Linked DNA regions of Sus scrofa: region 2 is linked to region 1. The links are chromatin contacts, called in public Hi-C maps. All regions are on one chromosome and are shown on one strand. The core of a region is the stretch at or near the end of the contact, and the rest is flanking DNA. Distances in the headings are between cores, read along the strand shown.

Region 1 (7,269 bases), core at 1,469-3,968:
CCACAAACTACCTATGACCGTTCCCAGGCTAGGGGTGGAATCGGAGCTACAGCCGCAGGCCTACACCACAGCCACAGCAACGCAGGATCCGAGCCACGTCTGTGACCTACACCACAGCAGCACCAGATCACGGCAACACCAGATCCTTAACCCACTGAGCGAGGCCAGGGATCGAATCCGCAACCTCATGGTTCCCAGTCAGATTCGTTAACCACTGAGCCATGAAGGGAACTCCTAGATCATTCTTGATGCCCACCTCAAAACAGCTAGGAATGTGGCTACAGAAAGTCCCCAGGGAGGAGTTCCTTTGTGGCTCAGTGGGTTAAGGATCTGGCGTTGTCATTGCTGTGGCTCCAGTCACAATGGTGGTGAGGTTTTGACCCCTGACCTGGGAACTTCCATATACCACATGCGCAGCCAAAAACGAACAAACCGAAAAGTCCATCCCCAGGGAATAGGGGACTACAGTAGGAACACAGCTTTCCTGATGTGACCTTGGGCACGTCAGGAAACTACGCTGAGCCTCCGTTTTATCGTCCAGAGAATGGGCCCCAGGCTGTTGTGAGGGCTGGTGTATGTGCGGTGCTACCCTTTTCCTGGCATGTGAGCTGGAGACACACAAGACAACAGCCCCCCACCTCCCCAAACCATCTCAGCCCCTGGGCACCTACTGCAAGGACTCCGGGGCTGTGCACAGGTGCAAGGGGGTCGTGCCCTCCTCGGACAACACGTTGACCTTGGCGCCGAAGGTCAGCAGCAACTGCACACAGTCGGACTGGGCCCGGGCACAGGCCTCGTGCAAGGCTGTGCGGCCCCCGACTCGAGCGTCCAGCTCGGCTCCCTGCCGGATCAGGTAGCGGGCGCAGTCGGTGTAGCCTCGGGCCGCAGTGATGGTAAGGGGTGCCGTGTGCTTGGCCTTGGGGGTCAGCACCCAGAACCCTGGAGAGAGCAGGTAGTGTGGGGGTAACGTATGTGAGACAGCGGGCGGGGCAGGCTGTATGTACAAATGACACTGGCCCTCCCTCTGCACACCGGGCTGAGCACAACTCTGTGCTCTCTGTACCTGTGGAAAGTGGCTCCTTTAGGCCCCCAGTTGGGAGTGTAAACTGTTACAGTTTGTCAATCTGTAACAAAACACAGTATGTGTGTCATAGACAAAAACAGTCAATTGCCCTTTAAAAGGGAGTTCCCATTGTGGCACAGTGGAAATGAATCCAGGAGGACTTGGGTTCCATCCCTGGCCTCCATCAGTGGCACTTCTGTGAGCTGTTGGTGTAGGTCACAGACGTGGTTTGAATCCCACGTTGCTGTGGCTGTGGTGTAGGCTAGCAGGTATAGCTCTGATTCAGCTCCTAGCCTGGGAACCTTCATATGCCACGGGTGCAGCCCTAAAAAGAAAAAAAAAATTATGTGGATTTATGGTAATTGACATAGAAAGATGTTACATGAAAAAAATATTAGGCTATAAATAGCATCTGGAGTATAATTTCCTTCTCCAAAAGAAAAAATACTCATGTATGGCTCTATATTTACGGCTATATATTCAGAGGAAAAAACTGCATTAGAATATAACTGTGGGAGTTCCTGCCGTGGCTCAGTGGTTGACGAATCCGACTGGGAACCATGGGTTTCAGGTTCGATCCCTGGCCTTGCTCAGCGGTTTGGGGATCCGGCGTTGCTGTGAGCTGTGGTGTAGGCTGCAGACACAGCTCGGATCCTGCATTGCTGTGGCTCTGGTGTTGGCTGGTGGCTACAGCTCCGATTAGACCCCTAGCCTGGGAGCCTCCATATGCCGTGGGAGCGGCCCTACAGAGGGCAAAAAGACAAAAAAAAAAAAAAAAAAAAAAGAATATAACTGTGTGCCTATGAAATTCATGTAATATGTTAACATGATGTTAATTCTGAAAAGACACACAAACCACTCAGTGTGCCTCCTCTCTGTTTTGGGGGGTGGGGGCAGAATGGGCCGTGGGAAGGGACTGTCTAGTCTCAGGTCAGGAGGGAGGCGATGGACCCAGGCGCTCTCCCCTCCCCCCTCCTCCCTCTCCCTGCTCTTCGGCCCCCACCTGGTGCTCCCTACCCTGTTCAGCTGACCAGGCCAGCTGGTTGCTCACAGTCTCCACAATCATGTTGGCAGCGTCTTCGTCCTGGAACAGGGCTTGGATCTGCTGCAGGTCGCCGGAGAACAGGGCATTGTGCACAGCCGGGTCCCGGCAGGAGCGGCGCGGCCTGGTGAGTCGGGCCCGCGAACTCGAGGGGCACCTTTGGCTCCGGCACCGCTGGGCTGCCGCCCGCCGCCGGTCCTCCCATTCCAGCCACTCCCGCTGCAGGCGGAGAGAGCGCAGGGTGGAGGAGGTGAAGGGGAAGGTCTCCTCCGCCATGGGCCGCGATCCGGGGGTCTGGGCAGCCGCCGCCCAGCAGAGCCAGCCTCCCTCGGGTGCGACTGCCACCCTCGCTCTGAGAGGCCACCCTGCCCCCTCACCCGTGACCCAGAGAGAAGCAGCTGAGGCTATAAATAGGCCCTTCGCAGCTCTGATAAACATGGTTTGCCCAGAGTCATCATCTTTTTGTGGAGAAGGTGTTGGGCCAACCCCCAGCCCGGGGAGAGGGCCAGCCCCTGCGGATACCCTCCGAATGGGGAGCCAGCCCTCGGCTGAGCCCCAGGCCTGCATCCTCCCGCGTCTCTGGAGTGAGCATCTTGGGGTGGCAAGGTCCCGTCCGAGGTGAGTGAAACAGTCAAGCAGGGAATGGACAGGACAGGGGGGGAGTGTCAGAATCCCCAGACCTCTCTGATGCTGGCTGGAGGGAGGACCCCAGTCCAGGAAATAAGGGCAGGTCACGTCAGGGTTCAGACACCTGCAGTAGCAGGAATAACTCTGCACCTATAGGCACAAGATTTTACAATATTTAAATCACTTTTTCTTTCCTGTCTCTTTAGGACCGCACCCTCGGCATATGGAGGTTCCCAGGCTAGGAGTCAAATCGGAGCTGTAGCCACTGGCCTATGCCACAGCCACAGCAGTGTGGGATCCAAGCCGTGTCTGCGACCTATACCACAGCTCATGGCAACACCAGATCCTTAACCCACTGAGCGAGGCCAGGGATCGAACCTGCGTCCTCATGGATCCTAGTCAGATTCATTTCTGTTGAGCTAATGGGAACGCCTTAAATCACTTTCATATCCATGTTTACTCAGGTGACCCTGCTTCCTGGCTCACCCACGTAAACAGCAAACTTGGTTTTGACAAGAAATTATACGATCAGGCTAATCATCAGTTTGGCTCCTCTGAGATGGGCAGGCAAGGTGAACTCACTGGCTCGAGGTCACAGCTTGTGGACCGGGAGCCAGGCTAGGACCCCAGTGGGCCTGACTTCATAGATGGTGCACCTCAGTGAGAGCCTCTCCCCACCTTCTAAGCAGGACAGCCCAGCCCCCAAAACTGCCTTCAGTGCATCTTGTTTTGGTCCCCCCACCCCACCCCCGAGCTCCTAAAGAGGGTTTAGGTGCCTGAGGAAGACCCACTGCTTTCCCTTTAAACTTTAGGAACCGTCTGTCACAAACCCACTCACTCTCTGGAGAAAGTTGCTATGCTTCCAGAAGCCTCTAGGGGGAGGAATGAGGCCGTGAAACAGCACTAGCTGGTGTTACTGCCGAGCAGTGGAGGGGAGGGCGGGAGGCCCCTCAGCCCCTCAGGGTGGGTCTGCCCACACCCCTCTGGGCGCCTCTGCCCACTGCGCTTCCTCCACTGCCTGGCCCTGCAGGGCCCCGGCTCAGGAGTCCCCGACCCCATCCTTTCCCTGGTACCCTCACAAGGCTCCCATTGGCACACGTGCAGGCACCGACTCAAGGTCTTTAACCTGGAGCAGCCCAGCCTCCTACCCGGTGTTCCTTCCTCGGGCCACAACCCCTGGGCTCCACTGCCCCAAAGGCAGGATCCGAAACAGCTCACTCCCCAGCTCCAAACCCCTGAGCCCTGCGCTCTCCCTCCAACTCCAATGCCCCAGCTTGGCCTCATGTAAGGCAGCGTCCCCGTCACGGTTCCCTGCCATTCCCTCTGCTTGGAACTCCCTTCTGACTCATTCCTCAAAGTCCACCTCAAAGGTCACCTGCTCTGGGAGCCGTCCCTACAGCAGCTCAGATTCCCCCACCCCTGTGGTTCTAGCCGCTCTCCAGTCCCTGCTCTTGAAGGACTTCTCCTGCAGGTTGTCGAGCCCCTGTCCCCAGGACCGTGGATAACAGCCTGCCGCGCTGGATGTGGGCTCCAGGGCAGGACCTGAATCGATTCAGCTGGGGTTCTGGTACCCAGTCGGGCCTATCACGCAGCAGCTCTTGATGTGGTGTTTGGGAGCCCTTGGCTTGTGGGGGGCCGGCCTCCTGTGTAGCATGTTGACTGAGGGCCCCTGTTCCCCGCCAGGGCCACCACTCATCTGCCTGCCCGAGTGGGTGCAGCAGCCCTGGCTGTTTCCGGTTCTGCCGTTACCCTGCGGTTCACCCACTCCGGCCCCAGCGTCTTGGTGGTGTTCCAGGGTGGGGGATCCCAGAGGAGTGAGATCATGCCCAGCCAGGCCTTGGAGAGCCTCGGAGAAAGGCGCCTCTATAAACGCAGCTGTGATTAACCCTGTTGGCACCTATTCGATGGTTTAACTACCCCACCAACGGCCGGGCTGAGCACCCACAGCTGGGTTCCCAGGGTTGGGCGATGGCAAGGCTGGGTGGGCGTCCCCTTGCCCTTAGGCACACAGGAGCCTTGGCGAGTGGGGCCCGCGGCTGTGCTGACCTCCCAGCCTCTCTGCAGCCTTGTCACAAGCCTGAAGGTGCTCTGACTGCAGCTCGGTCCTCAGATCCCGTAGGTTCTGTCTCCTGTCCTTAGCTTTAATTTCCTAAGGGCAGAAAAACTGTCCTCAGCATTAACTTCCTGAGGCCTTTCCTTCAACCCACATGGAGCCCAGTTTCACTGGCAGGAACAGTGCCAGGCGACTGGCTCCCCAGCCTGCCTTCTGGGAGCTCAGAACCTGTGGCGTGATGAGTATGCAAGGAACCAGGACGTGTGTCGGGATCGTGAGCGGCAGAGACCAGGGCTCGGCGGGGTGGGGGTGGGGGTGAGTGGGGAAGGGCCCGCAGGCCAGCGGCGCCGGTGGCTTAGGTGCAGGAAGAGCACCGAGTAGGTGGGCTCCAGCCTGGGGGCAGAGCTGGGGAGTCAGCCACCAGGGGACGGGGGTGGGGGTAGAGAAAGAAGCTGTGCAAGGTGCACTTAGGAAGGACGAGAGAATGGGAGGGCGACATAAGAAGACCCTTTACACCCCACCACGGCCCTTGTCCAACTCTTGCCTAAAAGGGGGTTCAGAGAAACTACGGTGGTGAAGAGTTGCATGGCCACAAAATAAAGTAGTACTGGATTATAACCCGAAGCATAAAATACATACCCATGAGTCCACACTGATAGAAATGAGTGACTGAATAAAAAATAAGGGTGACCAGAGGAATCACCCATGCACAAGAATTCCCACGCAGATATTCTGCCCTTAAGAAGGGGGAACAGGAGTTCCCGTCGTGGCGCAGTGGTTAACGAATCCGACTAGGAACCATGAGGTTGCGGGTTCGGTCCCTGCCCTTGCTCAGTGGGTTAAGGATCCGGCGTTGCCGTGAGCTGGGGTGTAGGTCGCAGACGCGGCTTGGATCCCGCGTTGCTGTGGCTCTGGCGTAGGCCAGTGGCTACAGCTCCGATTCGAGCCCTAGCCTGGGAACTTCCACATGCTGCGGGAGCGGCCCTAGAAATGGCAAAAAGACAAAAAAAAAAAAAAAGAAGGGGGAACAGAACTCCTCTTTCCTTAAGTGCGGGCAGCACAGAGTGACTTCCTTCCACAGGGTGACCTGACCGAGGAGAAACCTGGCAAAGCTGACCAACCCTACCTCAGCCGGGTGTCAAGGTCAACTGCAACCCTTCATTCGATGCGATGAAAACATCACCTTACCTCTGTGGTCTTCCTCCCAAACACACAAACCCAGTCTAATCCTGAAAACCTAGCAGACAACTTCCAATGGAGGGGCAGCCAGACCTGTGCTCGTCCAAGCTGTCAAGGTTATTAAAAAATAAAGTCTGAGAAACTACCACAGCCAAGAGGAGCCTAGAGAGACAATGACTAAAAGTAACATGGGATCCTGGAAGAAAAAAAGGATGTCAGTGAGAAATGGAGTGAATGTGAATAAGGTATACAGTTCAGTTAATAAGCCTGGTTCTTTAGTTGTGATAAATCTACCATATATATAATGAAAGATGGCAGGAGTTCCCACTGTGGCGCAATGGATTCGGGATCCAGCGCCACAGCTGTGGCTCAGATTTGATTCCTGTCCTGGAAACTACCATATGCTGCAGGTGTGGAAGAAGAAAAGAAGGGAAAAAAAAAAAAAAAAAAAAAGAAAGAAAAAAGAGAAAAAAAATTTTAAAAAAGGAAGAAAGAAAGATGGCAGCAGTAGGGGAAAGGGTGTGGGGGATGTGAGAACTCCTTGTAATAGCTTTGCAGTAATTCTATAAACCTGAAGCTGTCCAAAAGAAAAAGTTTAGGAGTTCCCTGGTGTCTCAATGGGTTAAGGATCTAGTGTTGTCATTGCTGTGGCTCTGGTTACTGCTGTTCAGTCCCTGGCCTGGAATTTCCGCATGCTACCAGCATAGCCAAAAGGGAAAAAAAAAAAAAAAAAAAAGTTTACAAAAAAGAGAGAGAGAAAGAAAACGAGTAGTTTGGCTCTGCCTGGGCCAAAGCACCACTGACAGGGCAGACAGGACCAGGAGCAGCAAGGATGAAAAGGAGAGGGGAGCAGGCGGCTGCTTTATTTCAGAATTAGGCCCCCCAGCCTCACCCCTGCCCCCGCACCTGGGAGCCCTGGGCACAGGGGAGCTGGGCAGCTAAGGCCTCAAGAGACAGAGCAGAGTGAAGTCTGAGTGTTCCTTCCCTGTCCAGATGGGCAAGTGGCCACTGCCAAGATGTGGCTCCTCTTGGCTCCAAAGCTGTCCAACGACTGGGGAGTAAAGGGACCAGGCCCAACATCCTCTAAAGTCAAGCTGAGGCGGGTGAGTACACACCTGCCCTGTTGGCAGGAGGAGAAGGAATATGCACCCAGGGCTTGGAGGACAGTAGGCCGGAGCCGATCCCGGGCAGAGTTCTGGTTTGCCAAAGGAAGACCCAAGGTGATGGCAGTGCAGAATCCGAGGGATGAGGGCGTCCTCGGGGAAGTGTTGGGTGGGTTTGGGGGGACCACAGAAGCGCGGGGAC
Region 2 (7,269 bases), core at 2,233-4,732, 140 kb after region 1:
CCGTGCCCGTCTACCCACGTACAGAAGCGCCCAGCCATACTCATTCACGCAGTGGTGAGGTCTGGCCTGTGGCAGGAGGGGTCCCGTAACTACTTATTGGATGAATTAAGGACGAGAGGACACGGAGAGAGAAGCAGAGCCTGTGGAAGGGGAAGTCTGGCTTCATGGTTTTCGGGGTCTGTGGAACCTGTGTTAGTGGGGTTGGCTCTCGGATCCCCCAAGCAGCCCCAAGGCCGCCCTCTCCACCTTCGGGGAGCACAGAGTACTCAGTACGAGTATTTAGCCTCGTCCTGAACTAGGTGCTTGGAGGCCGCAGTCCCATTTTTTCCCGGACCGGAAGCCAGGAGGCCTGGCCTCTGCCACTTCCTAGGCGGCAGAGGTTTGAGCAAGGCATTTAATGTCTCTGGGCCTCAGTGTTCTCACCTGTAAAATGGGGGGGAAGAGAATACACCTTACTGCATTGTGGTGAAAATATAAAATTCTCTGTGGGCAGGCAGTTGGCAAAATTCACACTCTGACAGATTTTATAGGACAATCAACCTGGTGGCTTCAACAAATAAATTGCAAGGAAAAGAGTGAGGGAGAAGATATAGATCAAAAGATTTTTTTTTTTTTTTTTTTAGGGCCGCACTTGTGACATATGGAAGTTCCCAGGCTAGGGGTCGAATAGGAGCTACAGCTACTGGCCTACGCCACAGCCACAGCAACGCCAGATCTGAGCTGCATCTGCGACCTACACCACGGCTCCCGGCAATGCCGAATCCTTAACCCACTGAGTGAGGCCAGGGATAGAACCTGCATCCTCACAGATACTAGTTAGATTTGTTTTTAAATCTGATGTGTTTTTAAATCTCTTTTAATCCTTATTTGGATTCTGATTCAACAAACCATAAAAATCAGACAATCAGGGAAATTTGAGCACAAAGGATATTTGCTGTATTATTTTCTTAAGTGTGTTGTGATTGTGTGTTAATGTGAAACCCACAGATTTAGGATCTAAGATTTTCAGTTCCTGGAGTTTCGGTTCCATCGTGGCTCAGTGGAAATGAATCTGACCAACATCCATGAGGACGCAGGTTTGATCCCTGGTCTTGCTCAGTGGGTTAAGGATCTGGTGTTGCCGTGAGCTGTGGGGTAGGTCGCAGACGACACTTGGGTCTTGCAGTGCTGTGGCTGTGGCGTAGGCCCAGGGCTACAGCTCCGATTGGACCCCTAGCCTGGGAACCTCCAGATGCCGCAAATGCAGCCCTAAAAAGACCAAAAAAAAAAAAGATTTTCAGTTCCAAGTATACCACGCACCCCTTGTTCAGCAGGGGGCTCCCTACTCCCTGCCTCTCTGGAATAGACAGCAATGGAAAAAAGATGATGAAAGACATGCCAGCATCTGATGGAGACCTTCTTAAAACGATAGAAGGAGACAGAGGGAGAGAAAAAGAAGACCTTGTCCATAACCCAGTGACAGGAAGGACTTCCCTTCGGTTTATTAGCTCTAGGTATGGACGGTATTTCGGAAGGGCTACTGTAATACAGCAAACTCTCCCTCAGGTCCTGTTCCAAGCATGTGATATGTATTAATAATGAACTCTCATGTAATGCCATGAAATTAGATGTTACCATTATTACAGAGATGCTAGAAGACTGGTTTTAGACAAGTGGAGGTAAGGTGCTTTCAGGGTACAGGGGGGGCTTCCTAGCAGAAAACTGGCAGAAAGCTGGCAAAGGGGCCTGGAGCTCAGGAGAGTGGCCAGGGCTGGAGAGGCATGGAGAGGGGGATGGTGAGGCCTCTGAGCCTGGGCATGAGCTTTGGGCAGGGCTGTAGAAACGGGAGTGGTTGGGGAGTTCCCGTCACGGTTCAGTGGAAAGCTATCTGACTAGTATCCATGAGGACACAGGTTCGATCCCTAGCCTCGCTCAGTGGGTTAAAGATCCGGCTTTGCTGTGAACTGTGGTGTAGGTCACCAATGCGGCTAGCATCCAGCGTTGCTATGGCTGTGGTGTAGGCCAGCAGCTGTAGCTCCCATTCAACCCCTAGCCTGGGAACCTCCATGTGCCCATATGCTGTGGGTTTGGCTCTAAAAAGACAAAAAAAAAAAAGGAAAGGGGAGAGGTTGGGGAGAGGTTGGAGGGGGCTCAGAGCAGAAGGCCTATCAGGAGTCACCCAGAATCCACAGGTGCAGATGTTTCAAGAAGGAAGGGACAGCCCACAGTGTGGATGTCCCAAAACCTGAGAAAAGGTGACTGCCTTCACTCATCAGTGACTTCCCAGTTTCAGCGGGGTGGTGAAGACGAAGGGTGGGGAAGCTGGGCGGCAGAGGGCTGGGGATGCGACCACAGAGTGGCAGTCCTGGGGAGGCTGAGCCTGGAGAAAGAAGCAGGGTCCTGTTTCTCAAAGTGTGGTCCCTGGCATCACGGGGCGATGGTTCGAAATACTGAGTCTGGGGCTCACCTTAGGCCTACTGAGTGAAAAATCTGCATTTTAACAAGATCCCCAGGGGATTCTATGGGCATAAAAGTCTGAAAATTAGGGGAGCAGAGGTGTGGCTTGATCCCTAGAGATCAGGAGAGGTGGCTTTCCATAAGGGGATATCCCTAGTGAGTTTGAAAAGGTGGAGAGGGGCAGAGGCTGGGGCTGAGGAAGCGAGACTGAGGGCGGTTGTGAGCTTGTGGCTGGGCCAGGGTAGGGCGCTCCGCGGGACCCAGCGCTAAGGGAGTGCAGTCACTAGATGGTACTTCTGCTGAAAGCTCTGTGTTCTTCAAGGAGAGGAGAGAGAGAGAGAGAGAGAGAGAGAGTGTGTGTGTGTGTGTGTGTGTGTGTGTTGGGATGTGTGAGAGTGAGGTGTGGGGTAGAGTTTGTATGTGTCTTTTGTCAGTTTGTGTGTCCTTTATATTACAAAGGTCAACTAATGGAAATTTCACGCCGTTCATCCCAATATGCGCATGTCCAAAGGTGAGCTTCAAGTGTAGGTAGGGGATCGCAGGGTATCAGGGCTCCGGGAACCGTCCTAAGGATGAATAGTCAGCCTTCCAGAACTCAGGGAGTAAGTCCACAGCCCAAATTAAGCGTCGCGATGTCCCTGTGCGCCCGCAGACTGTCATTACACACCATTGCCACGAGAGGGCGACGCCGGCCCGGCCACGCGGTGTGAGAGTCTGGTGACTCCCTGGCGTGTCCTGCCCGCCTGCAGGCAGGGCCGACGTCCTCCAACCAAGTAAAGCGATCCGCGTGAGGGGTTGGTGGGAACTCACCCCGGGTGGTGGGCCTGGGGGTCTCGTGCCCCGGCTTACACCCCTCAGCTCTGGCCATCCCCAGCCCAGCCAAGGCGCGCGCCGTAGCCACCCCACCCCGCTTCACGCGCCCCCTCTTCGGGATCTCGTTACTCCAAATCTCTACCGGGAAAAACCAGCGCGCGGGTCGGGGGGCCGGAGTGGGGGTCAGGGGCCCAGGCTTTGGAGGAGTGGGGGTTTTATTGGGGACAAAGATGGGGGGGAGGGGAGTCTCAGGGATCCTCAGGCGGGACGCATGGACGGAGATCCCAGCGTGTCCCGGGCAGGGTGCCGGGCGATTGGACGCCGGGATGGGATGGGCACCGACCTTGCCTTGATATGGGCTCACAACACGTGGGTTCAGTGCCAGACTCACAAACTGGCCTCGGGCCGATTTCAGTAGGGCTTTCGCTCCCACCGCAACGATCCTCCGTTTGTCTTCCCAATAGGGAGAAAACTCTTGCTTCCCTCACTACCTTACCGGTGGTTTCTGCTCCGACCGAGAAACCCCAGGGGAGGTACCAATGTTGGCAGACTTGAAGTGTGGTGGGGCAGGTCAAGAGATCCAGGGCACAGTCCAGGGTGCACAGTTCAGGGTGGGTTGAGGCCAGTGCTGTGGGTGCAGATTAAAGGGACCTGGGGAGCCAGTGACGGATTTTAAGGCAGAGAATGGCCAGATCGAAGTCCGGCTCTTGGAAGAGGGAATGGATCTGAATGGGGTGGGGGTGCGGGGAGCCCCAGCCAGAAAGCACAGGATGGGACAAAGGGAATTGAAGGAGAAGCTGCAGGTAACAGTTAGGACATACTTAAGAAAATACCAACAACCAGTAGTTTTTTCCTAGAAAATTTAGACAAATAACTGAAAACTGGATAAGCAAAACCCTACCTAGTCTACTAATATAGCTCCTGTTTGCATTTGGTCTGTCTCCTTCCAGGCTCTTTTTATACATTTAAAAACCATGGCTGTGGGAGTTCCCGTTGTGGCTCAGCAGTAAAGAACCCGACTAGTATCCATGAAGATGCTGGTTTGATCCCTGGCCTTGCTTGGTGGGTTAAGGATTTGAAGTTGCTGTCAGCTGTGGTGTAGGTCACAGCTCAGCTCGGATCTGGTATTGCTGTGGCTGTGGCGAAGGCCAGTAACTGCAGCTCCGATTTGACCCCGAGCCTGGGAACCTCCATATGCCTAGGGTGCGGCTCTAAAAAGACAAAATAAATAAACTGTGGTACACATTTTTGTGCTCAGGTTTCTAAATTGAGTTTGTTTCAGTTAAGTACCCAGAAACTGAATTTCTGTGTTAAAGCACATAAGAAATTTTAATACTCTGGAGTCCTTAGAAGCTGCTTTTGGAAATATACACTCTCATCAACCATGAATGAGTGTCTATTTGCCAGCACTCCTTTTTTTTGGGGGGGGGGCTTTGCCTGGGGCCTGTGGAAGTTTCCGGGCCAGGGACTCAACCCATGCCACAGGGACCAGAGCCACAGCAGTTACAGTGCCCGATCCTTAACCTGCTGAGCCACCAGGAAACTCCCATTTGCCATCACTCTTGCCAGCTGTGAGTTTTATCTTTTTTTTTTTTAAGTTTTGAAATCTTACTAGGTGAAACATGGTATCCTGTTTTGTCTTTCTTGGTTACCAGTGATGCTAACTATTTGTTCTGATTTTGTTTTTCCTCTTTTGGAGTTGTCTGTTCATGTCCATTTATCTTTGGGGGAATTCTACTGTTTTACTTAGACATGTGTATATTCATTTTACATATAAAAGATATTAACCCTTTATAATAACTGTCACATGGATTATTTTATTATAATTATTTTTTTCTTTTCACAGCCGCATCCAAGGCAAATGGAAGTTCCCAGGGTAGGGGTTGAACCGGAGCTGCACCTGCTGCCCTACGCCACATGCACAGCCACATCAGATCGAACCTGCATCCTCATGGATACTGGTCAGGGTCTTAACCCACTAAGCAACAATGAGAACTCCTGGATTATTATTATTTTTTTATTCTGTTGACTCTTTCATTTAAAAAATAGTTACTGGGAAATGCAAAACAGAACACCAGTGAGATGCCGCCTCACACTTATCAAAACCCCGAGAGTAACAAGTCTGAGTGACGATGTGGAGAAACTGGAATCCTTGTGTGTTATCGATGGGAATACAAAAGCATAGAGCTGCCGTGGAGACAGCGTGGCAGTTCCTAAAAGAAATGTTACGATGGAAAATTTTACATTATGTGTATTTTACTACAACTTTCAAAACCTTAGCGAAGCAGCCAAATGTAACACTAAAAAAAGTTGTTGGGTTTTGTTCCGTGTAGAATATTTCTGTGCGCTGGGCATGGAGTTTACAAAAACAAGATGTCAAAGTGCCCATGGACCTCGAGGATGGACGTAGAAGCCACTTGCCCCCAACACGAGTTCATTTCCGCTTCGATAGGGGGTTGAGCAGCCGGGGGGCAGAGAGACGTCAGGGGTAACAGCCGAGCCGGAGAGGATGAGGGCTGGGGTGGAGGACGGAGAGTTCTGCACGGAACTGAATCTAGAACAAACTAGGAAGTAGCCTGGCGGAGGGAGGGGGTCCGAGTCGTGATTTCAGCTCTGCTTTCATGACGCTCACACACGCTTAATGCTTCCGTGGGCAAGGCTGTTGTTGACTTTTCTCTGTCATTTCTTCCAGGGCTTTTATGCTCGTAAAGAGCTCTTCCCTCAAGAGGTCTGATGGGTCTCTTTCTTCCTGGTTTTCTATGCTTCAGTCTATTTTCACATTTAACTCTTTGATCTGCCCTGAAATGATGTGGGCAATTGGAGGGGGGGTAGGGAGCCCTAGTGGAAGCACGAAGAGGCAGTCGGAGAGGTTGGGTGGCTGCAGGGACCCCTGTCTTCATTCTGCTGTCATCCTTGCTGGCATGGTGTCCCCGGAGCTCAGCCCCTCTCCTCCCGGTGGTTGTTTCAGGGTATGGCTGGGGTGGGTGTGTGACTGAAGCCCTGCTCACTGGTGGCGATGATGCAGTAAGACCACACGGGCCTGAGGGATGGAGAGCAGACTGGTGGCAGGACTTCCAGCACAGGCATTCAACGGGATGGGATGGATGGATGTGCCGTCTCTCCCCACCCATCTCCGGATACCCGGGCCGTCACTCTCTTTCTGCTCCCACCCTCCTCCTCCTTATAAATAATTTTATAAATAATTTTATTTGGGAGTTCCCATCATGGCACAGTGGGACTGAATCCGACTAGAAACCATGAGATTGCGGGTTGGATCCCTGGCCTTGCTCAGTGGGTTAAGGATCCAGCATTGTGGGCTGTGGTGTGTGTCACAGATGCGGCTCAGATGCCGTGTTGCTGTGGCTGTGGTGTAGGCTGGCATCTGAAGCTCCAATTAGACCCCTAGCCTGGGAACCTCCATATGTTGCAAGCGCGGCCCTAAAAAGATGAAAAAAAAATTTTATTTATCTGTTTGTTTGCTTGTTTGGGGCTGCATTCCTGAGGGACCCTCAGCTCCTAGAGGATGCGTGCTTGGTCTGCCTGCCTCCCTGTTGTAGACTCACTGCTGAGAACAGGGCCTGGCACAGAGTAGGTGTTCAGGAAACAGTAGGTGAATGGAGGAAAGGAAAGAATGGTCTTATTTTCTTTCTTTCTTTTTTTTTTTTTTTGTCTTTTTGTTGTTGTTGCTATTTCTTGGGCCGCTCCGGCGGCATATGGAGGTTCCCAGGCTAGGGGTTGAATCAGAGCTGTAGCCACCGGCCTACGCCAGAGCCACAGCAACGCTGGATCCGAGCCGAGTCTGCAACCTACACCACAGCTCACGGCAACGCCGGATCGTTAACCCACTGAGCAAGGGCAGGGATCGAACCCGCAACCTCATGGTTCCTAGTCGGATTCGTTAACCACTGCGCCACGACGGGAACTCTCTTATTTTCTTTTTTGTCCTTTTGCCTTTTCTTGAGCTGCTTCCATGGCATATGGAGGTTCCCAGGCTAGGGGTCTAATCGGAGCTGTAGCCAC

Evidence for each region. A called contact is a pair of places that touch in the nucleus more often than the background predicts.
Region 2: a contact with region 1 is called in a Hi-C map of heart right ventricle, with 6 times the contacts expected there. The contact joins the enhancer-like site here to the promoter of ASB16 in region 1. A contact is called at or near these places in 3 of 47 Hi-C or Micro-C datasets (embryonic fibroblasts, heart right ventricle and skeletal muscle) and 1 of 2 datasets of contacts at active chromatin or transcription factors (skeletal muscle).

The regions. Positions count from the first base shown.
Region 1 is chr12:19,037,763-19,045,031 of Sscrofa11.1, forward strand. ASB16 (ankyrin repeat and SOCS box protein 16) reads right to left here and starts at 2,719. Exons shown (of 5, transcript XM_021066898.1): 1 at 2,081-2,719; 2 at 672-939. The coding sequence starts at 2,672. It overlaps C12H17orf53, which reads right to left. Exons shown (of 11, transcript XM_021066897.1): 11 at 6,807-7,269.
Region 2 is chr12:19,179,804-19,187,072 of Sscrofa11.1, forward strand. No RefSeq gene overlaps it. Among named protein-coding and RNA genes, the nearest start is that of NAGS, 9.5 kb to the left of the region's middle. Within about 2 kb of position 3,483, at least 13 of the 83 cell types and tissues checked have an H3K27ac peak or open chromatin away from gene starts, as enhancers often do. A contact at or near this core is called in embryonic fibroblasts, where this site is marked.